4 separate regions of the Zea mays genome follow, and all the other regions are linked to region 4. A link is a contact called in public Hi-C data. All regions are on one chromosome and are shown on one strand. Each heading gives the region's core, a stretch centred on a gene start, on an enhancer-like site or on the middle of the called end of the contact. The rest is flanking DNA. Distances are from core to core; before and after follow the strand shown. Region 1 holds the start of LOC100304207 (putative RING zinc finger domain superfamily protein). Region 2 holds the start of LOC103637825 (probable serine/threonine-protein kinase SIS8). Region 3 holds the start of LOC100193286. Region 4 holds the start of LOC103637824 (probable auxin efflux carrier component 1c).

The links. Hi-C and Micro-C count contacts between places; a contact is called where the count stands out from the background.
Region 1: a Hi-C map of bundle sheath shows a contact between it and region 4, with 5 times the contacts expected there. The contact joins the promoter of LOC100304207 here to the promoter of LOC103637824 in region 4. A contact is called at or near these places in 3 of 25 Hi-C or Micro-C datasets (bundle sheath, ear and leaf).
Region 2: a Hi-C map of tassel shows a contact between it and region 4, with 2.0 times the contacts expected there. The contact joins the promoter of LOC103637825 here to the promoter of LOC103637824 in region 4. A contact is called at or near these places in 3 of 25 Hi-C or Micro-C datasets (endosperm, leaf and tassel).
Region 3: a Hi-C map of leaf shows a contact between it and region 4, with 3 times the contacts expected there. The contact joins the promoter of LOC100193286 here to the promoter of LOC103637824 in region 4. A contact is called at or near these places in 7 of 25 Hi-C or Micro-C datasets (bundle sheath, ear, endosperm and 3 more).

What each region holds. Positions count from the first base shown.
Region 1 is chr9:4,764,759-4,767,729 of Zm-B73-REFERENCE-NAM-5.0, forward strand. It overlaps LOC100304207 (putative RING zinc finger domain superfamily protein), which reads right to left and starts at 1,331. Exons shown (of 1, transcript NM_001165657.1): 1 at 1-1,331. The coding sequence starts at 1,055.
Region 2 is chr9:5,184,080-5,187,140 of Zm-B73-REFERENCE-NAM-5.0, forward strand. LOC103637825 (probable serine/threonine-protein kinase SIS8) reads left to right here and starts at 1,299. Exons shown (of 11, transcript XR_004852523.1): 1 at 1,299-2,201; 2 at 2,866-3,061.
Region 3 is chr9:5,147,019-5,149,948 of Zm-B73-REFERENCE-NAM-5.0, forward strand. It overlaps LOC100193286, which reads right to left and starts at 1,601. Exons shown (of 7, transcript NM_001138429.1): 1 at 1,293-1,601; 2 at 157-374. The coding sequence starts at 1,440.
Region 4 is chr9:4,994,022-4,997,050 of Zm-B73-REFERENCE-NAM-5.0, forward strand. It overlaps LOC103637824 (probable auxin efflux carrier component 1c), which reads right to left and starts at 1,675. Exons shown (of 6, transcript NM_001322465.1): 1 at 393-1,675; 2 at 3-291. The coding sequence starts at 1,521.

The sequences.
Region 1 (2,971 bases), core at 81-2,580, 230 kb before region 4:
GCATTGATCGAACTTAAACCAGGAGGTCTTCCCATCATTGCACCACCAGTGCCATTTCTAATACGGCCAGGCTGGAGAGCTACTCGGAGCTCAGAAGTGCCAAGAACATACTGATAGGTGCCCATGGAGAAGCATCTCCTTCCATCCAAGCTGCTGCTGCTGCTACTCTCCACTTGATCCCTACTCAACACACTGGCATTGGCATTGCCACCTTCCACCGCACCCTGGGTTCCGACATTCTTGAACTTCCCCAACCTCACAGGGAATACCTTCTTCTCAGCCACCGGTGTCTGTGCCAACCCTGAAGCCTTCAGCCCAGGCAATCCAAATCCGTCGTCACAGTCCTCGGACAACCGCCCTTCCTCCAGTCTCTCCTCGAAATCAAACATGGGGTTGCCCTCGCCCATGAGCCCGGGGATGAAGAGAACCCCGCGGCAGAGCGGGCAGGTCGAGTTGGACAGCAGCCACGTGTCGATGCAATTGAGGTGGAAGGCGTGCCCGCACAGCGGCAGCAGACGGAGCCGGTCCTCGGCATCGAACTCGCACAGACACACCGCGCAGTCGAACGGCTCTTTGTCCCCGTCGCCGCCGCCGCCCACGACGATATCCCGGTACGCGAAGACCGGCAGCGCGTCGATGAAGGCCTGGTCCAGCCCGGAGTCGTGGAGGTGGAACAGCTGCTGCAGCTGGCGCTGCAACGCCACGTCAACCCCGCCTGCCTCCACTCCAGTCCTCGGCGCCGCCGCCGACGCCGTGTCCCTTGGGCCGCCGCGGCGGTGCTGCTTCTTCGACAGGACGCGCACGAGAAGGTGGAGCAGGCCGGAGATGAAGAACACTAATGCGAGAATCACGATGATGAAAAGCACCGCGGGGTTAATCTTCCCTCCACCGCCGCCGCCGGAACCCGCAACCTGCACCTGCACCGGAGGCAGAGGCGGCGGCGGGGGTGCAGCGAGAACACTGTACGGGAGCGATTCCCTGACGACACCGGCGTCATGGAGGCGGCGCGGGGCGAAGGATCCGGACGAAGACGAAGAAGTGGCCGCTTCAGCCATGCCTGCTACGAGGTCGGACTGCGAGAGCACCCCCGCATCTCATCGGATCCCGCGGACCAGAGATGCGATCTCTGGAGGAAGAAACCAGCGATCCCCGTCAGGGCAGATGATGAGGAAGTCACACCTAAAAGCGGTGGCCCGGGAAGCGGACGAGGAGTAGGGGCCAAGACCTGAAGCCCTCGGGACGGGAGCTTTGGGCTTAGAGCAGGAGGGCGGGTGAGCGAGCGAAGCCGTGGAGGGGAGGGAGGGAAGCCTGGAGCCCTGCACTGTGTGGAGTGGTGGCCTGGTGGGAGCGCAGGAAAGCGACGGCAGCCAAAAGACTGGTGCGGTGGCGACTCGGTGGCTTTTGGGCTTTTTTGCGGTTGGAGTGCGAGTGCGGCCGCTGTGCGTGTCGCTTTCGGCCGCGAGCTGCGAATGGAGCACGGCCCGTGACCATGTAAGAACAACTGCAGCATGCCACGTATCGACTCGTAAGAAAATTTGGGAACTCAGATCTGATAAAACATAAAAAAGTGTTTGGTTTACAAAACTGTAACGTGATTTAGTCCCTAACTTTTACTAAAGTTTTTCTACTGAATAATCAAATAAGATGACTAAAAGTGTTGTACTATAGTTCAATACTATTAACGCTTTAGCGTGACTTGCTAAAAATACCGTGACTTGTTGTTTTTAAAACCTATTTTATGTTTCCGAAAAATGCCGCGTATGGTTTAGGGCCTCTCCTTAGATAAAATTTTGTTTTTAAAATCAGTTTTACGTTTCTAAAAATAATTTTCACTGACGGTTTTATTACGCCGACCGCTAGTAGAAATTGAGGTCTTCTTAACTCAACCGCCAGTGGAAGTTGATTTTCACGACGGTCCTCAGTTACCTGCCTGTAAAAATAATGATTTCTATTTGTCCCTAATAATGGCGGTTATAAGAAACACCAATGAAAATATGTTTACAATCGTCACTATAGAGGCATAGAGCTTATGTGTACTATGTTAAAATATCGTGACTTGTTGTTTTTAAAACTTGTTTTATGTTTCTGAAAAATGTCGCTTAGGTTTTAGGGCCTCTCTTTAAATAAAATATTTTTTGCTGTTTTTAAAACCCGTTTTGTGTTTCACTGACGTATTACGCCGACCGCTAGTGGAAATCGAGCTTTTCATAACTCAATCGCCAGTGGATGACGGTCCTACCCGCCTGTAAAAATAATGATTTCTACTGGCTCGTAGCCCTAAAAATAGGTTCACAACCGTCACTATAGAGATTCTGTGTACCAGTGATCATCGAGAACATGGCCTCAAACAGGTTTCCTATCTTCATCCTTGCTACATGGCCTTGCAGTTGCAATATCCATTATTGTTCCCTTACACTGACCCCGATTGCCATTTGGGTATTAGATATTCGAGTCACATCGAGTCAGCGATGATGAATGGCAGTGACGCAAGTATGTTATGATGCTAGAATTTATTGGGTACCATTCGCATTATAGATCGAATGTCCCCAACACGTACACCTGTTATGAGATACTAAGCGATCAACTAGATGTTGACACGTTTTCAGCCATAGAGGGATCATGAATGCAGTAAATAGCTGTTGACACCTTTTTGGAGGCGCCAATTACTCAAGAGAACCAGCGGCGGTGCTCTCTGGTCAGGCGCGGACGGTCCGCGGCACAGGGCCGGACGGTCCGCGACCTGGCGCGAGGCGGCGGTGCTCTCTGGTCAAGCGCGGACGGTCCGCGGCACGGGGCCGGACGGTCCGCGACCTGGTGCAGGAGCTCGGGTTCCCTGCCTGACGGCCGGACGGTCCGCGCCCTAGGGCCGGACGGTCCGCGCGTGCGCAGGGGCGGCGGAGATCGCCGGCGGCGGCCTGGATCTCGCTCCCGGGAGGGACCCCGTCGGGGAGGAGAGATCCTAGGGGTTGTC
Region 2 (3,061 bases), core at 49-2,548, 190 kb after region 4:
CGGTGACTCCTCCGAGGTCGAGGCTGAGTCCAAGCCCTGGGGTCGGGCGAGGTGGAGACCGTCTTCCGAGGTCGAGGTGGAGTCCGAGCCCTGGGGTCGGGCGAGGCGAAGCTTCCTATGGCGCCTGGGGCTAGATTCGGCTGCTGTCAGCCTCACCCTGGCGGGTGGCACAGCAGTCGGAGCAGGGCAGGCAGCGCTGTTTCCCTGTCAGGTCAGTCAGTGGAGGGGCGAAATGACTACGGTCACTTCGGCACTGTCGACTGAGGAACACGTGTCAGGATAAGGTGTCAGGCGATCCTTGCATTGAATGCTCCTGCGATACGGCCGGTTGGCGAGGCGATCTGGCCAAGGTTGCTTGTTGCTTCTCCGCGAAGCCTGCCCGAGCTGGGCCTCGGGCGAGTCGAAGGTGCGCCTGTTGCTTGAGGAGGCCATCGGGCGAGGCGTGGGTCTACTGTTCCTGCCCGAGGCTGGGCTCGGGCGAGGCGAGATCGTGTCCATGGAGTGGACGGAGCTTTGACCTGTATTGCGCCCATCAAGCCTTTGCAGCTTGTGCTGATGGTGGTTACCAGCCGAGTTTAGGAGTCTTGGGGGTACCCCTAATTATGGTCCCGACAAAATGTATTTCATAATAAACTTATTTAGAGGTATAGATTAAATTTAAAAAGAGTCCGACTGGTTGACAAAAGTATGCGTTTATTTTGAAATAAAGGAGTATGATGTAACTTAATTTTTCAGCTCTCCATCCATATTTATTTTTTTCTTCCTTGACCTAATCCTGTTTTCATTAAAAGCTATCTAGAAAAAAACGAGAGGTTTCCGTCCGTTTTTATGATTTCACCCGCCGGCCCGCAGCCCACTGCTGGCGGGGCCTGAGCCTGTCATTCGTTGCCAAGAGTGTCCCACGACGGGCGCTCCGAGATCCCAGGCGTACTCCAGGCCCCACATGGTGGTGGGTGCGCAGCTTACGAGGGGGTGACGGAAGGCACATCACACCAGCCATTGGCCAACTTGCGCTGCCTGCTTGCAGAGCGACAGGCTGCAGACCACCGGAGGACGGCAAGTTGGCCGACCGTTCCTGGTCCCACCGGCATGACTCGATTGCCCGGGGGTTCTCCCGCTCCCGCGGGACCCGAGCGGCCAAAGCCCTCGCCTTCGTTTTGCGGGTTCACCCGGACACCCCTTTTTGCACTGCTTCCGCTCGTACACCCGGTCAGGTTACGTCACGTAGGAGGCACATAGTACAGTCATTGACTTGTGGGCCTATACAATCTTGGCCCAATCTGTCATCTAGAGTAAGTGGAAAGTGACCAGCCGCCACCCGCCAGCCGAGTGCCTTTCCATATTAATTAATTACTCGCTGTTTAGGACCAATCACACTCTAACCCCGAATTTGAGTTCTCAATCGCATGCGTCAGCTCGTCGAGCGTCGTAGCCTCGTCGGGGAGGATGAAGGGAGCGGACCAGAGGTGGGTGAAGCCCGGACCGGGAGAATAGGAGCGAGAGCGAAGCAGGCGCAACGCAACTGGCGACCAGCGGGCGAAGCAATTAACGGGAATATTTTAATGCGGCTTCGGGTACACGCGGGCAGGTCAATCCTCGCACTCCACCTCCTGCCTGCCCCCGCACCCGTAGCCATGTTGGATCCACCGCCCCACCACGGGTAGCTGAAGGGGCGGCGGCGGCGGCGCGGCAGAGGGATGAAGAACTTCCTCAGGAAGCTGCACATCGGTGACTCCGCCGCCGGGGATGGCGCCTCGTCGCCTTCGGCACCTACCCCGCCGCCAACGAAAAAGGGCGGGGGCATCGAGCATAGGCACGCCTCCGGGTTGTCGGGCTGGCTGAGCTCCGTGACCAGCCGGCCGCACCCACCTACGCCGCTTTCTGCTTCTGCTGCACCGGCAGCGGCGGCGCCGGAGGTGGAGGAGTCGGCGTTGACGACTGCGTTGGCTTCGTCTGTTGAGGAGAAGAGGGTAGCCGAGGAGGACGAGGAGAGGGCGAGGCGGGAGTCCCGGAAGGAGGCGGAGATGGAGAAGAAAGAGAAACAGCAGGCGGAGCTGGAGAACTATCACATGCAGCTGGCCCTCGAGATGAGCGTGAGGGAGGACCCGGAGGCGATGCAGATCGAGGTGGCCAAACAGATCAGCCTCGGCTCCTGCCCCATCCAGAGCTCGCCCGCAGAGGTCATCGCCTTCCGATACTGGGTATTCAGCATCTCCACTCCCCTCCTACTATCTTCTAGATTGTTTTCGTACCGCGATTGGATCTCACTCGTGCTATGTTGATGCAAATTGGACGTTAGAGCAGAAATGGGGTCTATCATATGTTAGCTTGTCAAAGGTCTGTTGCATGATGCTACCTATCATGGTGACGTTCCTCTGTTAGTGCATTCGAGAAAAAAAGTTTTTATAGCTGTTGAATTATACTTCTGTAACGGAATAGGTATGGCAGAGTATGGGGTAGTGTAATCATGTAACTTATCTCGATATGGCATATATGAAAAATTCCTTTTCTGATATCTCTGAAATTATGTTAGTTGGGAATAGTAGCCTTGGATTGTCTATCCTTCATAACTCGAGATTTTCTGTTTTGATGGGGAAAAATAAATACTCCATGATTTTGTAGTGGGGTTAATTTTAGCATAATGAACATCTGCTTTTCTTTATAGAAGCTACTGGCTGACCATACTTAGAAGCTGCATTTGCAAAGCGATTACGTTGTCTATATCCTAGATATAGCCAGCAGCTGATAGCCACCATAAGATGTTCTCCTTCATCAGAGATTGTTCAGAAGTTAAACTCCCTATATATTTGTGACTCTTACCATTTTCTCACTTCCTCATATGGTAGATTTGTTCGTGCTTCACAGAGTTTCAATGCCCTTAGCTATGACGACAAAATATTGGATGGTTTCTATGACATTTGTGCCACTGGGGATGAGCTTGCAATGTCAACCATACCTTCTCTGATGGATCTGCAAGCACTGCCATTTTCACATGGAGGCAAAACTGATGCTGTATTGGTCGACAGAGCACTGGATTCTGAGCTCGTAGCTCTTGAGCAGA
Region 3 (2,930 bases), core at 351-2,850, 150 kb after region 4:
GGTTCAGTGAAAGCATTATTTTGTACGTATGAGAACGTAAAATAGATACTAACTAAATCCTATCATGCATTGTTACTTTGAAAGGTCTCAAACATAAAAGCACACATGCTCATAACCCCTTTTTTCTGTTAAACAGTACAAAGACAACAATTTTACCTTTCCAATGAAAGCTGACGAGCCACCAAGGCGAGCTATTCCAACTGCAACATTGGCAGGTGCTCCCCCAGGAGCCTTCTTAAAGGCAGGTGCTTCTGCCAGTGACACGCCATTGACAGTTGGGACGAAGTCAATTAGCAATTCACCAAAGCAAACCACATGTGGAGAATCACTCGTTTCAGGGATGCCATCACTGTTTACGATCGCCTTTGTTGGAACTAAGGTTGAAAATTGAATCAAACACGAACCAAATCAGATATTCTTGCTTTGGCAGCATCACATCTAAATTGACAAAATGTTAACTAAAAGGCTAAGTGCCTTTCAGTTTCTGCAAAAATATGATATTGTAGAATGGGTGACCACGGAGCAATCCATAATGATCCCTGATATGGCTATCAACGCACATGAAAATAGCTATCAACGCACATGAAAGCCATGGAGTAAAATCAAGTTCACCACATACAGAAATAAGAATAACAAATAAAAAAATGAAGAATCAACTAAAAGGCTGATCAGGCAGCCAAGATAAGTTAAGAAAATATCACTGCAGTAAAAAGAATTAATTAGAACTGCAAGCCAACAAGTTATTGTTAGCATTAGTGAGCTCCTTGCATAAATAAAAAAGGGATGTGGCCCTTGTTAACAACTTAACATAGCCTTTTTGAAGCATACAACTGTTTTTATCTTGTTTCATATAGACGCCAGAATCAAATGGAGATCACAATCGGACCTGGCAATTCAAATACCCTGATCGATCTAACCTCAAGACTGAAACATAAAACTAGGTGAATTTGCCATCACAATAGGAGCCCAGAAATTCTGCACACAATATTCTGATAAAGCCAAAATTCTGAGCACTGCACATTGGACTAATTTAAATGGAAATCATGTGGCTGACCACTCATAAATGATACACCTAGCTCATATTTCAAGTACCATCCCCGGCCCGTTCCACAGTTCCCCATGCCAATATGTTAGACTATTGCTACAAAAATATCGCTTTTAAAAGCATGATCCCAGTGCTAAGAGTAGCAGCTAAGTGTAATAAGATAAACAACATATGCATATCGCTAGCGGAGACCGGAGAACGATCTTAAAAGTGAGCGTACAAAGCACTCTCACGCCGCACCGAGTACCTGCGCGTGTCCGTAGCGGCGCGGCAGAGACAACGCCGCGGGGACTCGCGACGGCGGGAAGGGAGCGTCTGCTGCCGGCGTGAGATGGGGAGGGCGACGGGAGGCGGCAGAACACCGCGCAGGCCGGCGCCGCGGCGTGGAGAGCCATGCGGATGCAGATGCGTGGAGAGTGGCCGCCGCTGGGCTGGCGGAGGAATCAAGGGGGATGGGGGAACGGGCAAGCGCCGTTGGTCGGCTGTGACGACGCGTGTCCGCCGGCAAGTTCCGCCGGGACGTGAAACACACACACACAGGTGGAGTGGAGGTGGGTGAACAACTTGAGCAACAAGCTGTCCATTCTTTTTCTTTTTCTATTCCTGAATCCTGATCTAAATTCACCGGTTACAGGACACAGGTTTAGGCTTTTAAGCCAACCACTCACGTGTAATTAATTCCTACGCCAAAACACTAGAGAGACGTATTCTCGCAGTTACGCCGACCATTCACACTTACACACTCACATCCTGTGTTGAGCTATGAGCCTATGAGCTCGGACACTTCTCCCGCCTTCAAAGTCAGTCCAAACAGCCGCATCTGAAAACCGTTCTTCACGGTATACTCCCTCTCTCATAGTATATAAGATATAATCACTTCTGGTTTAAACACTAAAAATATACTTAATTCTCTCTATCAATATTAAATACTATATATATAGCACATCTTATATCATACGGTTTTTTAAGGTGATGCTTTTAGTTTTGCTGGTGTCCTCATTTTACTCTTAGTCGTGTTTTTTTCAGTTTTGCCCTTGAATTGCTATAGAGCAGAAGGATAAAACTGAGCAAAAAAAATACAACTAAGGGTACAAATAAGGAAGGTAGAAAAACTAACACTACCGGAAACGGTTACTTTGCCGAGTGTCTGAAGCACTCGACAAAGTCTGAAAAACACTCAGCGAAGGCTTTGCCGAGTGTGACACTCGGCAAAGAAAGCTCGACGAACTGTACATCGGCAACAACTTCTTTGTCGAGTACTACTTTGCAGAGTGTCACTAGGTACTCGGCAAAGAAAAGTTACCGTCACGAGCCGTTGCCGAGTGCCACAGAATGACACTTGGCAAAAGGCCCACTCTTTGCCGAGTGTCCACTGAGTGGCTCACTCGACAAAGAAGCTCCCCGTGGGGCCCTTTGTCAGGTCCGTTGCCGAGAGTATTAGGTGGCACTCAACAAAGGCTCCCTCTTTGCCGAGTGCCCGCCGGATTAGCACTCGGCAAAGGAATCACCAACGGGCCCCTTTATCAGTTCCTTTGCCGAGTGCATTGGATGACACTCGGCAAGGAAGCAACATTTGCCGAGTATCAAGGCCACATCACTCGGCAAAGTGGCTTTACCGGTGCCCAGGTGTGTCTTCTTTGTCGAGTGTTGTGACTATGACACTCAGCAAAGTACCTTTTTGTCGAGTGTTACACTCGGCAAAGTGACCAGAATACCCTTTTTTAATTGTTTTTGCTATTCCATCTAAACAAACAAAAGATATCACATAATCATCACAGATATCACATATACATCACATATCTCACAAAGATCATAAATCTCATAAATCAAACAAGTTTGAACACAAACATAAGTATCCAACACTCAAGAACATAAGTCTCAAGTA
Region 4 (3,029 bases), core at 425-2,924:
ACCTGAAGCAGACGAGCGACCAGATGAGGCCGATGAGGCTGGAGTAGGTGTTGGGGTTACGGATGAGTTTGCGCCACACCATGATGAGGATCAGCCGCGTCATCACGCTCGTCGGTGGCATCGCCGCGGGCGCCGCCACGGCGCCTGCATTCCCCTGCGCAGCCGCAGCCGCCGCCGCCGCCTTCTCGTCGCCGGCTTCCGCGTCCCTCTCCGCCGCGCCCCTGTTCCCGAAGCTGAAGTCGTCCCGCTCCGCGAAGTCCTCGCCCCGCTCCTTCCTCCCGTCCGCCGCAACTAAAACGTCCAACAAGAACAGAACAGGTGTGTGTCTGAGCATGCAGCGCAGCCAAAGCAGGAAGGAAGGAGCTCAAAAGCCAAAAACGAGGAGAAGCTACCTTTGCGCGGGGAGGCGACGGCCATGCGGACCTCCTTGACGGCGGCCGCGTCGTTGTACTCGGCGGCGCCATTGCCGAACACGTCGGACACGGGCGACGCGCTGGAGCTCCACACGAACATGTGTAGGTCCTTGCCGTCCTCGCCCTTGGCCTGCCCATTGGCCGCCTTCTTGAGGCCCTTGGCGGGCTGCGCCGCCATGGCCGGGTTGGGCGCCGGGTACTGGCCGTACTTGTTCGCCTTGCCCTGCGGGTCCTCCTCGTAGTTGGACGGCCTGGGCGTGGCGCCCGTGCGCAGGCCGAACGCGTCCCCGGCGGCGAAGTTGGAGCTGCGGCCGACCATGGAGTAGAAGTCGGTGTGGTTGAAGCTGGAGCCCCGCGGCGTGGGGTTCCTCGACGACTGCAGCGAGTAGATCTCGGCGTTGGTCAGGTTGCTGGGCCGCGGCGTGGTGCTGGAGAACCCCATGGACCGCCGGGAGTAGATGTCCGAGCGCGACGCGTTGGAGCGCCGCACGGTGACGTGTATCTTGCCGTCCTCCTTCACCTCGGCCTCCGTCTCGATGGCGTCGTTGCGCCCGTCCAGCGACACCACGTCGGGGTCCACCACGATGGAGGCGATGGCGCCCGCCGTGTCGGGGAACTGCTCGGTGATGAGGATCCTGGCGCCGCGGTACTCGAACATGAACAGCATCAGCGTGTACCAGATGATGCACTGGAGCACCACGATCTGCACCATGAGGCTGCCGGAGAAGTCGCCGTACATGCCCTTGAGCAGCGGGATGCCCATCACCAGCGTGTTGGGCAGCGTCGACAGGGAGAAGAGCGTGATGGTCCACTCGAGGCAGCCCCGGCGGGAGAGGTAGCTCCATGCAGTGAGCAGCGCCAGGACGATCAGCTTCTGCAGCGTGTCGGCGGCGATGAACCGGATGTTCATGGTGTAGGGGTTGTTGGTGGAGATGAAGTGGAAGGACAGCAGCGGCACGGCGAAGAGCGCCACGAAGCGGTTGATCCCCGAGCACTGGTCCGGCGTGAAGATGCGCCACCACCTGACGGATCCGTACGCCAGGATCATGGCAACGTACAACGGCACCATGGCCGTCATGACGTGGTAGAAGTCCGTGCCGGTGATCATCTTGCCGATCGACGCACCAAGAAACACTTGCGAGCTGCTCCTCGACGTCCGTGCAGCCGGGAACGCACTTTATGGCGCGGTGCCCCGCGGCGGCGAGGTGCGGTGGGAGAGTGTGATGAGTGGGGTGGGGGAGCCGTGGAGTGGAGGAACGCGGGAGGTGGAGTGGGCATAGGTGCGTGTGATTATTTATACACATCAGATGTGCACTGCACACTCCCCGACACGAGGGGGAGGGGAGGGGTGTAACTGTAAAGAAAGGAGAAATTCTGCACGTATGCCAGCCGTTAAGATCTGCCACCATAAACCTTTGGATAAATGACAGCTGGAGCTAGGATTGTTGACAGCAAAAAATAATCTGGAAGTCAAAAGTCGGATTAAAACATCATATATAAATGAAAGGGATCCAATTTGGGGTCAAAATTACGATGTTTGAAGAGAACCGGCCTGTTTAGAGACGAGTGAGGCCAGCCTATGCTCGTGATTATATTGTGCGGGGAACAAAGAAATCGGCCCAGGCCGGTTTTAGCAAGGTGCGTGGCCCAGGCCAGTGCACCAACGTAACATCCAAAATTTTATTTTGGAATTTATAAATATTTCTTCAAAAACAATAATTAAAATATCTATAACAATGATTTTTTTGGATAAATAGTGATCTAAAAAATTATTATATTTAACCCTAGGAAATTAGGTTTTATTTTCTCAAAGAAATAAAGCAGGGATGTCTACAATTAATAATTGATGAATTGTATGACTAGAAAACCTTCTCTAAATAAGGTTAAGTCAAAAGCACCTTGTAATTGGAGAATATATATATCTCCTATTACAACAAACAATTAATAAATCTTGGATAAACCTTTCATTTGACTATAGGTTTAAATTAATATTTCTTCAAAACTGAAAATTGTTGTATGGCATATTTCGAAGCATGTTATTTAACCAAAAGGATTAAACAATTACTATAAAAATATATAAATAGAAATATGCATCATGTTGAGTATTTATTTGATTGTGCATTTATCTAGATTCTAGTTTTCCACCCAAATACAATTTGAAATTCGAGATTTGAATTTAAAGTTGAAAATTTAAAACAGAAATCAATAAAAAATAAGGAAACAGCTGGCTGGGCCAAAACCTTCCTCCATAGCCCAATTCTGTTTTCCTTCCCCTCGCCCGTGTGGGCCGCTACCCGGCCCACCTCCACTTCTTCGTCCGCGGACCCAGCCTCCCCACACGAAAGGAAGCGGTCGCCGATGCATCGCGCACCCATGATCCGGCTAAGACCAACCAGTGGGACCCGCCCGTAGCCTTTGAGTGCATCGCGTGCTCATGGATCGTTGGACGTGGGTCCCTTTGCCGGTAACAAACTCTGTCGTGTTCTTCTCCGATCTGGCTAGCACCGCTCGGATTTGAGCTAGATCCTAGGATATATAACTCCTAGTCGTGCACCCCCCCCTCTCATCCATCTTGCATCACGATGAACCGGTGGCCCAAGGGTACCATTGCCGTAA